Linked DNA regions of Anas platyrhynchos: region 2 is linked to region 1. Evidence: chromatin contacts called from public Hi-C data. All regions are on one chromosome and are shown on one strand. The core of a region is the stretch at or near the end of the contact, and the rest is flanking DNA. Distances in the headings are between cores, read along the strand shown. Region 1 has its middle 61 kb from the start of VPS18. Region 2 holds the start of DLL4 (delta like canonical Notch ligand 4).

What was found. Hi-C and Micro-C count contacts between places; a contact is called where the count stands out from the background.
Region 2: a Hi-C map of liver shows a contact between it and region 1, with 1.5 times the contacts expected there. The contact joins the promoter of DLL4 here to the enhancer-like site in region 1. A contact is called at or near these places in 2 of 8 Hi-C or Micro-C datasets (liver and skeletal muscle).

The regions. Positions count from the first base shown.
Region 1 is chr5:33,136,463-33,142,808 of IASCAAS_PekinDuck_T2T, forward strand. No RefSeq gene overlaps it. Among named protein-coding and RNA genes, the nearest start is that of VPS18, 61 kb to the left of the region's middle. Within about 2 kb of position 3,404, at least 2 of the 8 cell types and tissues checked have an H3K27ac peak or open chromatin away from gene starts, as enhancers often do.
Region 2 is chr5:33,202,009-33,208,445 of IASCAAS_PekinDuck_T2T, forward strand. It overlaps DLL4 (delta like canonical Notch ligand 4), which reads left to right and starts at 2,670. Exons shown (of 11, transcript XM_027459564.3): 1 at 2,670-3,450; 2 at 3,591-3,854; 3 at 4,183-4,240; 4 at 4,977-5,246; 5 at 6,316-6,376. The coding sequence starts at 3,397.

The sequences.
Region 1 (6,346 bases), core at 2,154-4,653:
TTCCTGACAGCAGGAAGGCCATGGGGAAGGAGGATCCCACCCTGTCCCACACCACAGCCCTTCATTTGGAGTCATAGACAGCCACCCCCTAAAATGCAGTCTTTCTCTGGCAGGAGGGCATCCAAACTGACCTTCATGTTTATTTGCCAACAGCAAGGTCTGGCAGTAAGCAGTCTGCATTGGCGGCGCAGTGTTTCGCTCTGCAAAGCCCCTTGCTACCCCGTATTCCTTGTAGTCAGCAGGCAGACAGCGAAAAATGCAACTCCAGGGACAGGCTGGAGAAAGCAGGGCCCCGCAGCCAGAGCAAGTACAGCTGAGTGGGTGGAGTGTGGCATGCTGAGAAGGAATTGCCTTTGTTATTTCAACACAAGTGAATGCAGAAATTCAGTTTCTGATGATGTCCTGAACTCTGCTCCCAGTGTCACCAGCGCCCCAATTCTGCCAACACAAACACAGATGCCTGGCCAAAGAAAGAAAACCTCTGCAGCTTCACACCAGCACCCTCCTTCATACCCTGGTATCCAGATAACTGCTTTAGTTAGGCAAGCAACTTGGATAAACAGTTGCACCACAGAGCAGCCAGCTGCTCAACCAGGGAGCGCTGGAGCCTGTCAGAGACAGGCGAATGGGAGGCAAAATGAGCAGGGAACTGGATTTTATGGAATGGGCAAGAAAACAAACATAGCTAAGAAAGTTAGTTGAGGTACAAATTAAAGTAGAATCAGAAGGATCAACTTAGGTATGCATCCTAGGCTGAGAGCATTGGGAAACACTCATTTGGGATTTGTTTGACCAGGTTTAGGCCTTACATCCAGAACTTTCCCAGGAGAGTTTCTAGATTCACAGCAGAGGGCAAAAATACAGGATGGAGAAAGCAAAAATTTGCTATTTTCAGCTGACCTGGTAAAAGCCCCTTCCCACTGCCCTGGAAGTCACAACACAAGCAGCACTGCCAGCAGGTCTTTGCAGCAGCCTGGAGTGGTGTTGTGATGTGTCTGGGCATCTGTGCTCTGCTTCCTTTTTTCAGGAGCTGAACTGAGGAGCAGTCACATGCATGATGGCACAGAAGAAAACACGATGCAGAAGCAGCACACCTGTGGAGTCTGGTTTCTACCTCTCCCCAGAGAGGAGTGCTCATGTTTTGGGGCTCAGAGGGAGCACAGCTTCTTTGAATGCAGCTGCAGATCAAACCAGTTGGGGTGGCATCCTTCAGGTACACCCTCAGGGTTGGTTTTGCAGACAGCTTTCACACCTGCTGCCTCTTCTGGTTTGTTAGGACAGAAGCAAGAATTGGACATGGCCCCTTGGCACCAGCAGTCATACAAATAGCCAGCCAGACTTAGCTGTGGGACTGCATGCCCTCTTCTCTGGGCCAGCAGAAGGCATCAGCAGGCCTGCTAACACTCTTCCTAACATGGCCTTCGCTCTGGCCTGCCTTGAACAGTGACCTTGAGCCCTTCCAGCTGTACTTAGCAAGGTTAATATTCATCTCCTGCAGGGCAGTTGCTGAGTGACTCCCACAACATGCCATGCTGTGAAAGTTCAGGTCAGGGCAGCTCTGACCCCATCACCGGCCACCCAAAGCACAGCCGGCAGAAGAGGACCAAGCCTCCTGTGACCATGCTGGTGGCAGACCTTGAGATGTTAGAGCTGGGGGCTTGAGGAGCTGCAGACATATACAAGCATCTCCAAAGTGCTTGTGTATGTCTGTGCTGGCCCTTGAGAGGTCTCTTCTCCTTTGCCCAAAGAGAACGAGGTTGATGCCGCCTCAGCCTGGACATAAATATCCCCCAGCCCAGGGAGCAGGGACACAGCACCCTGATGAAGGAGATGTCCCAAATGTCCCTAGACACAACACACCTGGTTCACGGTGATGCCACTCAGCTGACAGCTTGCCCGGCTGCTCTCCCAAGAGGCACTGAGGGAGCTTGTTGCAGTCACAGGCGTGGTGGTAAAGCTAAGGCAGGGTTTTGCTGCAGAGAGAGGGAGAGGGTCACCTGCTGGGTCGTGTTTCAGCATCACACCCTGTTTTAGTCTCTTTTTCCCTTTCTCTGCAGCACACCCCTGGTACAAAGGATTTGACACCGGGCGATTATCTGAAACCAGAGACACAAGGTGTTGGTGCATCTCTGGTTACAGATATTATACTGAAGCCTTTGCTCTTCCTGCTCATGAGCATGTTACCCTGTAGGGTTTTGTTTGTTTGTTTGTTTTGTTTCCCTATGTAATTAATGCAGTGAAGCAAAAACACTGTCCATATAACTATAAGGATGTCAGGTGACCAGATATAACTATTCGTTTTTAAGGTGACAGATAGACGGATATCTGAGGTAGTCTTCATTTTTGAATATTCGTGTTTTGAAAATGACAGCTACACTCATCTATTTGGGGTGTCTGTGGTTATTGGCTATCGTCAATTTCTGGACCTGAGGCTTCCCTGAGGTCAAAGTAGAAATATTCAGCAACTGCCTGAGCTACACAGATGTTGTGCATCCCCTTGACAGTGTTTACTATTTGCAGGATTATTTTAAATAAATAACACTTTCAATCTGAGAGTTTGTCGTCTCCATCAAGATGGCCTCATACAGCAGTAAAGAGAAGAAGAAGAAAAAAGAAAAAGGAATAGAGATACAAGTAGGCAAGAAAGGAAGAGAGGGAGATAGGAGCCAACTAAGCTGCGTGCTATCCCATAGTTTATTAACATTTGATTAGCATAATGAATATTCAGCCCCATTATTATCTTATTGTTCCTCTTTGCATAGTATGTTAAGTATGAAAAGTTTCTTCTGTGGGTTTTTTCATTGCAAATTTTGCCCCTGGAGAATGAGTTCTCCTTATCAAAAGAGTCTTAAGACTAAGGATTAGGCAGAAAAAACAAAGGAAAAGGAAAATATGTTGCAAGGAACATGTCTCATGTCTCGTAAAATCCAAAGCCAAATGATTTCTATCATGCATCTAAGACTTACAAGGGATTGTTGACCAGGATACAGTTTTAAAATGTGTGCGCTCTGTGCCTGTTGTTATCTTTATATGGCAGTAGCGTTACATTTCAATGCGCCAGTATCTAACCCGCTGGTTAAATTTGTTTTGAAGATTGTTTAAGAGGCGATTGTCAAACTGAAACAGCATCAGCTTGGCACCGGGCCAACATCTGTGGCTGAAATGCAGATCAGCACGGGAGCAGGAGCCCGTCGTCGCCAGCTCCTGATCTGCCCCTGAGGCAGAGCTGGAAGAAGATGCGGGGAATTGCTCCTGAAGGCTCCTGGCTCCCAGGATGGCCCAGAGACACCTCGGGGCGGCCGGGTGGGCTCTGCCCGGGTGCTGCCTGGGGGAGGCCCCTGGCACAGCCTCCCCGCAGCCGGGCCCAGCCGTTGCTCAATAAATCATCCTGACCGCGGGAGGGAGGCCGGGGGGAAGGAAGAGGAACCGCGAGTGTTGATTTGTTTTTCTTTAAAGCCCAGGCTCGGGGCAGCCATGGCCCCACCTCACAACTTTCAGCCCAGGGAAGGCCATGTGCCCATCAGACCCTCGGTACCAGCTCCTCCAGAGGGGCATGGGGGCCCATGAGGGTGGTGTAGGTGTGTGGCCGAGGTGTGGGGAAGCGGAGGCTGGGGCTCTGTGCTGGGAAAGTCTCCGGGCAGTTTTCTCTTCAGATCAATGAACACGCTCGGAAAAAGGAGCGGAGGAGCTCGCCAGCACGGCTGGAGGGGGCCGCAGGGGCAGGCAGCCAAGGCAAACAAGGAAGCCACCTGATGTGACCGGGGTCAGATAAGAGAGTCGTCACTTCGGGAGCAGGTGCTTCCTGCACTGCGCGCTTGCCCAGCCCCAGCCCCGCCGCCCGCGAGGCAGCCTGTGGCCGACAGCTCCCTGAGGCGGCCGCCTGGTGTCCTGGTGTCCCGGGTCGGGGCTCTCCACGTCCTGTGTCCACCTGGTGAATCCAGGAGGAGCAACGCCTCTCCTCAGCCCCACGGCTAGCACTGGTCTCAGGGCTCCTCCCGGGTGCTGGCTGCGAGCACTTGCTTTGATCTGAGCACCCACAAATGATTAAAGGGATTGTGCTGAATGGATAATGGAGGACTGCTCTGATGGGGAGCAAAGATGGTTGGCCGGGGACACTAGCCACCCTAAGATTGAAGTGAGCTTTGTAAGATGCTGAGCTGGGCTGGGAGACCCCAGGGTTTGTTTTTGTCCCTTCAGGGTCCAGATAAAACCAAACAAGGCCTTCAGGAGCTGATTTCCCTCATCTTTACGCTGCTGAAGCCCAGACCCTAATGCAAGAAAGGACCATGCCAGGAGGTGCCCAAGAGAGACCCAGCTGTGTGGTATGGCTGCAAAGGTACCCAAAGCCAGGCTCTCCACCTGGGGCAGCCCATGGCTCCCCCTGCCCAAAGCAGGACCTCCACAGCCAGCAAGAGGCTCCAAAACAGGGTTACATGGTGCACAGTTTCCTGACAGTAGCCTCCTCTGTATACAGCAATAGATCATATTAATGGAGAGGGATGAGGTCAGCACTTCTTCTAGGATCCATGTGTATATAGGAGTATATATCATATTAATGAGGAGGGATGAGGTCAGCACTTCTTTTAGGATCCATCTGTCGGCTGTTCTTCAGCAATTCTGCTCTTTGCTTACCGCCGTCTCTCTTTTTTCCCTCCTGGCAAGCCACATTTACTGGAGAACATGGCTCTCCCTATCTCTTCAAATGCACTGACATGTTTCCAGACCTGCCAGAAGATGAAAGGAGGGCTTAAATAGGAAACCCAGAGGGTGTCTTCCCCTTCCTTGTGCGCAGCCAAGACATGAACACCAAAGTTCAGGCGGGAAGCTGGGGCCATCTACAGCTGATAGAAAATGTATTGGAGAAAGGAACCTATTTGGGAGCATACACAGCACAACTTGCCCAGGACATAGGTATGTGATGTTGTCCTCAAAGACACTGAAGAGAAGCAGGCCACAAAGAACAGCAGGCAGCAGCTACTTGAAATGACATGAGTTGCAGTTCTTAACTGGGCATAAAGTGGCTGATGACAGCCTTTTGTTTAACAAGTTAGCATTTTACCACACTGCTTTCTAGCAATAAGACTTGTGGTCTCCTAGAAATGAGCAGGAGGGCCTCGCAGGATGTAAATCTGGTCCTGTTCAGGGTTCAAGGTGGGCTCTTGTCTGTTGAGATTATGGTTGGATTTATATGAAAAGGTGAGAAAGCATTTTCACAAGGAATGCTTACCAATGGCTACAGGAGAACTCAAGGTTTGAACACCATGTTGATTCCCCATCTCTGTCATTGATTTGCCTTGTGAATTTGGATAAATGGTACCTATGGTACCTTGGTAGTTGCAGGCTTCACTAATCACCTTGGTCTCTGGCAGATAAATATGAAACTCATTGTGAATGTGAGAAGAAAGTATTTCAGAGGTGAATGGGTTAATGCTCCAAAGTTCTCTGAGAGCCCTGGGTGACTAATTAACAGGAGATGAATCCAAAGTAGCGGAGCAGGGTAGAACTGAAAGGAGATTTATACCTGAGGGGTCTCCGATGGCTTATGAGTAGGCAGATCAGAAAGGCCAGATGTAACCATTATAAATATGATTGTGCTTAGAATGTCAGAAATTTCCAAAACAGGCAGAAAGGCCATTGTATTCCAACTAGTGCTCAAATGCCACGTCACTTGGGAAGCCCTGCATGTATTCCTCTGATCACGCAGGCACATCAATGGCATCTCTGCTGGATCATGTTTCCTAAGGGGTCTTCTTCATCTTGAGAATGTGCTATTTGCCTTGGAGAGCCCTGGGGGACAGCAGTTTGCTTTATCAACCCATCAGTAATATACACTGTGCGCATCTCGTCCTTAGGGTGGCATAGCTAGTTCTGCATCTGAATGTACTTTTTGGTATCAAGTTCTGGTTGAAAGCCTTTCCCTCTGAATGCATGGAAGCTTAGTGTACTCTCTGCCACCAGCTTAGGAGTGTGACAGCACTCAGTGTGCAGAAGACACCTTATAATGTATAATGTAGCACAGGTCAGAGCCATCTAAGCAAACTCCAAATGTATGAAATTTGGTCAAAATGCAATCTAAGGGAAGGACCTTGGGGTTGGCTCTGGGCAAATGGACTTACCCAAGACTGAGGGGAAGACAATGCCTGTTAGGTTGTAGAGTCATCTCTGGTGCTACACTGTCTACTTTGCTCTTTGTCAAGTCTTGGGTTGCTTTATGTGCCTTGGGAGTCTTCCTCACACAGATACCTTTGTCTCATCCTATTGCTGCTGTCCTCAGAGTTACCAGCACAGGAGCACAAGGTTTACTCTGATGTAACGCCCCAGCTTCCTCACCCTGGGTCTGAGGAGA
Region 2 (6,437 bases), core at 1,420-3,919, 65 kb after region 1:
GTCCCAGTTGGCACACGGCGTGCCCGGCCGGCCCGTGGCAGCGCCCCGCGGCAGATGAGGCACGCGCCGGCCTCATTACAATGAGAATGGGCAGGCTGGAGGAGCCATGTGGCAGCAACAGTTTGCAAATCCCCCCTCCTTCTGTGCGAATCGGGAAACATTTCCAAACATTTGTACCCCAAATCGACCACATTAACACCCCTCGGAGCGGCTCTCCCTGGAGAGATGCTCCGCGCTATGGACATTTAGGCAGAAACAAAACAAGCAAGGGGGATTTTTCTTTTCTTTTCTCCCTTTCTTAGGCTCTCTGGGTGTGTGTCAGCGCTGAATCGATGCGCAACTTTCTAGCTAAGGGGTTTAAAAGCCATCGGGGAATCCGGCTCACGGAGTGGGGCAGGGGCGGCGGGCGGGGAACAGACGGGCAAGCTCCGGGCTCGGGTGCCCGGTAAAGCACCCCTCAGGTCCCGATAAAGCACCCCTCGGTTCCTGGTAAAGCACCCCTTAGATCCCAGTAAAGCACCCCTCAGGTCTTGGCAAAGCATCCCTCGGGTGCCCGGTAGAGCATCTCTCGGGCAGGCGCTGGGGCAGACCGGGACCCCTGCCGAGCACGGCAGTGGGCAGATGAGGAACCCCCCCGAGTGTCCCCGAAATCGCGTGGGGGCTGCAGCCGAGCCTTTTGCTCCTGTCCCTATAGGAGCCGCGGCCCCACGGCCGCAGGTGGGGCGGGTATCCCCCGAGACGCCTGCAGGGCACCGAGCTGCGGGCGTGCTGCTCCCAAAATAAACGCAGGGAAAGGCTCACGCGTGTCCCCTTCCAAAAAAACCCGTGTGCCTGCACTTTGTGGCCGGAGCTCCGGCTCTGGGGTGTCCCCCCGGCCTGGCACCCCACGCGAGGTGCTGGCCCTACACGCCACACTCCGGTGGATCCCCTAAGTAACGGCTGCACTTTCAGACTCAGCTGTCCGATGCTGTTAACGCAACTTTTTTTTTTCCATCTGAAGCCTGTGTGCGTGTGTCAACATGCAGCAGGTGGTTTATTATATTCCCCGGTTATTATTTTATTAGGGCTCTCTTTATAGCCGCAATCACAATAATGCCCTGGAGTTTCGAGGAGGATTTTACATCTCTTTCGCACCACTCGCTCCGGCTTCTGGAAATATTTGTTTTGTGGGGACACGTGGGGAGTTGCAGCGACTTGTGGAGCCCGGGCAGAGCATGCAAACTGGGTGCAAAGCTCAGGGCGGCAGCCACCGGGCCTTGGGAAGGTGGTGGTGGCACCCGCCTAGGTGCGCGGCCAGGGGATCGCAGCGAGGTTTGGCGGAGCTGTGAAAAGCAGAGATCAGCTTGTCTTGCTTTAACCTACATTAGCTCCGGGTCCATATGGTAGATGCTGCCTGTGGATCTCCAGCACCAAAGCGGGGCCTATTCTTGCACGCCGCCCTGCTTGTGCCAGATGGTGCCTGGACCAAGTGGCCATGCGTGGGGTGGCTCTGGTTAGCCTAATAAACGTCCAATACAAGTCAAAAATCAAAACACACACATACTAACATCTGCTAGAGCCTGCAGTACCCAGCTAGCCTTTCAATACTGAATTAAAGAGCCCCACAGCCCTTCTGTTCCCCTAGGTTAGACACTCATTACCATTTATCAAGCACTGATGTTATCTGGCCTCTCATTTTATTTAGTACCGAAGCTATTAGCATCAGATTTGATTTTGACAGTTGACGCTGCTGCTGGTAAAGCCGGGATCTGGCCGGGCGGATCGCCGCAAAATTCCGAGTCCATCAGCGGCGACACATTCCTCCTCCCGCCTTGTTTACGAGGCCGAGACAAAAGAGCTCCCCTCGGGTGCCTCTGCCCGCGCCTCGGCTCCCCCGCAGCCCCCGCACCGTGCCCGCGGTGCCCCCCCATCCCCATCCCCATCCCCATCCCCATCCCCATCCCCATCCCCATCCCCTTCCCCATCCCCTTCCCCACCCCGGGACCGGCTCCGCGGGGAGGCGCGGCCGGGGGGCGCCGCTTCGTGCTGCCGCGGCCGGGACCCGGCTTCTCCCCCCCTTTTTCTCCCCCCCGGTCCCAAAAGAGCCCGGGCTGGGGAACGGCAGCGGCAGCCCCGAGGCCCCAGGGCGGCTTCCCAGGTGCCCCACGCCGCCAAGGTTCGCAGCCTTGCGAGCGCGGCGCTGGCATAAAGGTGGCAAGACCTCATTACCATACAGCTGAAGGTTTATCTCTCCCTCCCCAACCCCCCCCTCCCCCCCCCCGCCTCCCTCCGGCCTCCCATCCATTTAACAAGCTGAACTAAACAGCCACATGAAAGGCCTTCTCTGTGCTTGGCTTTAATGAGGGACACGCGACCCGACAATAAGCGCCCGCTGCAATCAGGCCGACGCTCGGCTGGCACACGCCGCCCCGCAGCCCCCATCGCCCCCCCCAGCCCCAAGCCCGGCTCCCCGGGGGGGTCCCCACCGCTCCTCGCCCCCCGCCCCGGCCGGGCTGCGGTGCCCCGGCGCGTCCCGGAGGCGGTGGCGGGGCCGTCCCGTGCCGTGCCGTGCCGTGCCGAGCCGGTCGGTGCCGTGCGAGCGCCCCTTTTGCTTTTGCTTTCTGGGTCCAGCGGGGCGAGAGCGGGGAGCGGCGGGGACGGGACGGGACGGGCCGGGACGGGACGGGAGCGGCGGCCGTCGGGGGCCGAGCGGGGCGGCGAGGCGGGCAGGACGGGTGCTTTGCAACGCTTCGGCCCCTATTGTTCGGCCGCCCCGGGAGGCTGCTCCTCGGAGAGGCGTCCGCTTTTGCAGGGAGCTCTCCCTCCCCGCGCTGTAAATATCTCAACAGATGCTCGGCTCGCTCCTAATCAGCTCGGCTCCTCGGCGGCCAGCGCGGCGGCAGCGGCAGCGGAGCGGCAGCAGGGAATTAGCGCCGGTTCTGCGGGCTCCCCGCAACATTTGGCTCCTTTTTCCAGAAAGGAAAGATGGAAAAGGGGAGGGATCGCCCGTGAGGCTGACTGACGGTTTACATAATGAGCTTGCGAGGATGCGAGGCAACTATATAAACAGCTCGGAGGGAAGCGAGTTTTCCATTTACCGAGCGCTGTTCGCACCAGTCCAAGGAGGAGCGGTCCAACACTAAGCACTCCCCTTCGCGTCTCTCCCCAAACCCACCCGGCTTTGGAGTTTACAAAGGCGCCAGGAGCGGTCGGAGCTCGGGGGTTGGCTGCAGGATTTCATTCCCAGCAGGGGACGGTCTCACCCCACACCTGGATTTTTACCTCCCGCTTTCTGCCGCTGCTCGGGGAATACTGGCGAGGGCGGGTCGCGCTGCGAGGGGCGCCCACCCGGACCCTTTGAGGAATACAGGAGGAAAGCTAAACCCTGGGAGAGCTGGAAGCGCCGCTTCCACGAGGATGACAGCCTTGCGCAGCTTTGGCTTGACGTTTCTGTTAATGGTTTTGCAGCAGGTAATCACGCAGCGAGCTAACTAAGCGAATACGTGGAAGGGGTTCGCGGAGCGCAGAGCGGGTGCCGGACGCCAGCTCGCGTGGCGGAGCCCGGGTAAGGTGTGATTTGGGTTTTTTGTGTGTGTCTCCCCTTTGTGCAGGGGGTGGCCGGCTCCGGCGTCTTCCAGCTGGAGCTGCACGAGTTCGTCAACAGCCACGGGTCGCTGGCCAGCGGCAAGCCCTGCGCCCCGCACTGCAGGACCTTCTTTCGCGTGTGCCTCAAGCACTTCCAGGCGGTGGTCTCCCCGGGGCCCTGCACTTTCGGCAGCATCATCACCCCGGTTCTGGGGACGAACTCCTTCAGCGTCAAGGACACGGAGAAATTTGACAGCCCCATCAAGCTGCCCTTTAACTTCACGTGGCCGGTGAGACTCCGCTCGGAGCGCCGAGCGCGGCCGCGGGGCAAGGAGGGCGGCAGGGAAAGGCTGAGCTGGCGCGGAGCGAACCGCTCTCGCCGGTAGACTTCTTGCCAGAGCTTCCTTTAAGGGAAAAAAAAAAAAAAGAGAGAGAAAAAAAAAAAAAAAAGAAAAAAAAAAGGAGAGGAAAAAAAAAAAAGAAAAAAAAAAAAAAGAAAAAAAAAAAGAAAAAAAAAAGAGAAAAAAAGAAAAAAAAAAAAAGAGGGGTGGGGGGTGAGGGATAACACGACCCGCACGGGGCGCGGGGCCGTGCTGACGCTGCTCTCTCCGCCCGCAGGGAACCTTCTCGCTCATCATCCAGGCCTGGCACGCTCCCGCCAACTACCTGCCGCAAGGTGAGCGCGCCGCGCGCCGCCGGCAGGGGGCGCGCCGCACCCGCTGCGCGCTCCCGACACCCCCCCCCCCCACACCCCACCTCCAACCCCGGTCGCGGTCCCAGCCCCGGTCCCGGTCCCAGCCCCCCCCCCCCCGCTCCCCCGACCCCCCCGGCTCAGCTGTTTATCCGATAATTTCACGGCCGGCTTTATCCGACCATCAGCAGCCCGGTCCCCCAACGATATCCATCAGGGGCCGCTTTGATTCTGTCCCGACCCAATCTCCAACACAATTGCGTTTCCTCCGGTTTATTTTTGGCGTGGGAAAGAAAGGAGCTCTGCGGTGAGAAAGCTGCGAGGCTGCCAAAGAGCCCCGGCCGCCTTTTCCTGTATTTTACACCTTTCTCGAATTCCGCCCTTTGGAAAGGAATAATGGCTTTGGGATGTTTTTCTGACAAGAGAGGAAAAAGGATATTCCAGCAGCACAGCAGCCCTCGCTTTGAAAGGCCTCTCTCCGCAGAGCCTCTGCAGCCTGGGTTAACGCTCACCGAAACCGGGGGCACCAAATTAACGCTCCAACCCTCCTCAGTGGGGCCACTGCACACACATATTTGGGACAGGGGTTCCTGGGGCAGACAGCGGTGGTGGTGGTGATGGAGGTAGTGATGATGGTGGTGATGGCTTTGATGGTGGTGGTGGTGATGGTTTTGATGGTGGTGGTGGTAGCAGGCTGCTGACACCGTCCCTTGTCCCCCAGGCTCCCAGCTGCCATCCGAGGACTGGCTCATCAGCCAGATGGCGATCCAGCGGTCGCTGGCGGTGGGCGAGGACTGGTCGCAGGACGTGCAGAAGGGCCCGCTGACCCAGCTGCGCTACTCCTACCGGGTGGTCTGCAGCGAGAACTACTACGGGGACAGCTGCTCGCGCCTCTGCAAGCGCCGTGATGACCGCTTCGGCCACTACGTCTGCGAGGCTGATGGCAGCCTGGCCTGCCTGCCCGGCTGGACCGGAGAGTACTGCACCGAGCGTAAGTGCCAGGCTGTGACAGACATCGGGTGTGTGAGGGGCCGGGCACAAGGGCTGCTGCGCGAGCCCCGTGAGCTGCCCAGGCCTCACAGCCGGCCGTGTGGCATCGCCCCTCTCCACAGGGTGCTGGCAGCCAGCTGCAGCCTCCTCGCCTAGGTTGGGGTGAGGGACTCCCAGTGAAAGGCCGTGGCACCTCCCAGCCTGTGCACTGGGAAGGCCTCTAAAGCTAGCAGGTGGCTTGGAGTATTAAAACATATCACCTGTGCCAGCTTTCTTAGGCTCTGTGCTAAACCAAGAGTTACACTGGGACAGGAATGTAGTTGAAGAGGCCTTGAAGGAAAGGCAACCCCCTAAAGCACCAGGGAACTGTTCGGTGAAGGCACCCCAATCCCAAAACTTGAAATGCGGCAGTGGTGTTTGCTTGTGGCTGCAACGGCGCTGCTGCAAAACATCGTGCACCTGGCAGAGCTCGGGGCTGTGTTTTCCTGCTGACCTTTCCCCTCTGTGGAGAGCGGCACGCTGAGGACTTTGCTCCCCCCGCTGCTGCAGCTGCTAATGCTGCGCTGCACCTCTGCGAGCAGTGAAGAAAGCAGAGAAGGGATCTTGGCTGTTATCATTGAGTCAGTCGTACCTATTCTGAGTTAACAGGCTCACAGCTTGCCCACAGAGGCTTACACCATTTCTGCTGCCAGAGGAGATGGGGCAGGTGTTGTGCTGTCGTAGCAGGAATCTTTACTGTGGGCTCAGGGTCCCGCTGGATTTTTGCAGTCTCCTGTTAGCACAGGCAGAGTCACCACTTGCTCCTTTCCTATGAGAGCTGCAAGAGTTCATGTTTGTTGTGTAAGCAGAAAAAATAAAGGACAACTTGTCAGATGTCGGCTCTCCTTGTTCACTTCCTCCTGCTCCAGAACTCCTCGTACTAAGAATTTTTAAAACAAAGCTTTGAAAGTGCAAAACCAGTTTTCGAAGCATATTTTTAAAAGCAGACATTTCCCCCTTTTAAAAGTGTATTCTGTAGTGGCATATGTATTTACCTAAACATTTCTGCTTTTTTTATGTTCTCTTTACAGCCATCTGTCTGTCTGGATGTACTGAACAGAATGGATATTGCAACAAGCCAGGAGAGTGCATGTGAGTAGATGGCAATTGCAATCCGAACTTCAGTTAAAACAGAATAGTAATAGAAACTTGT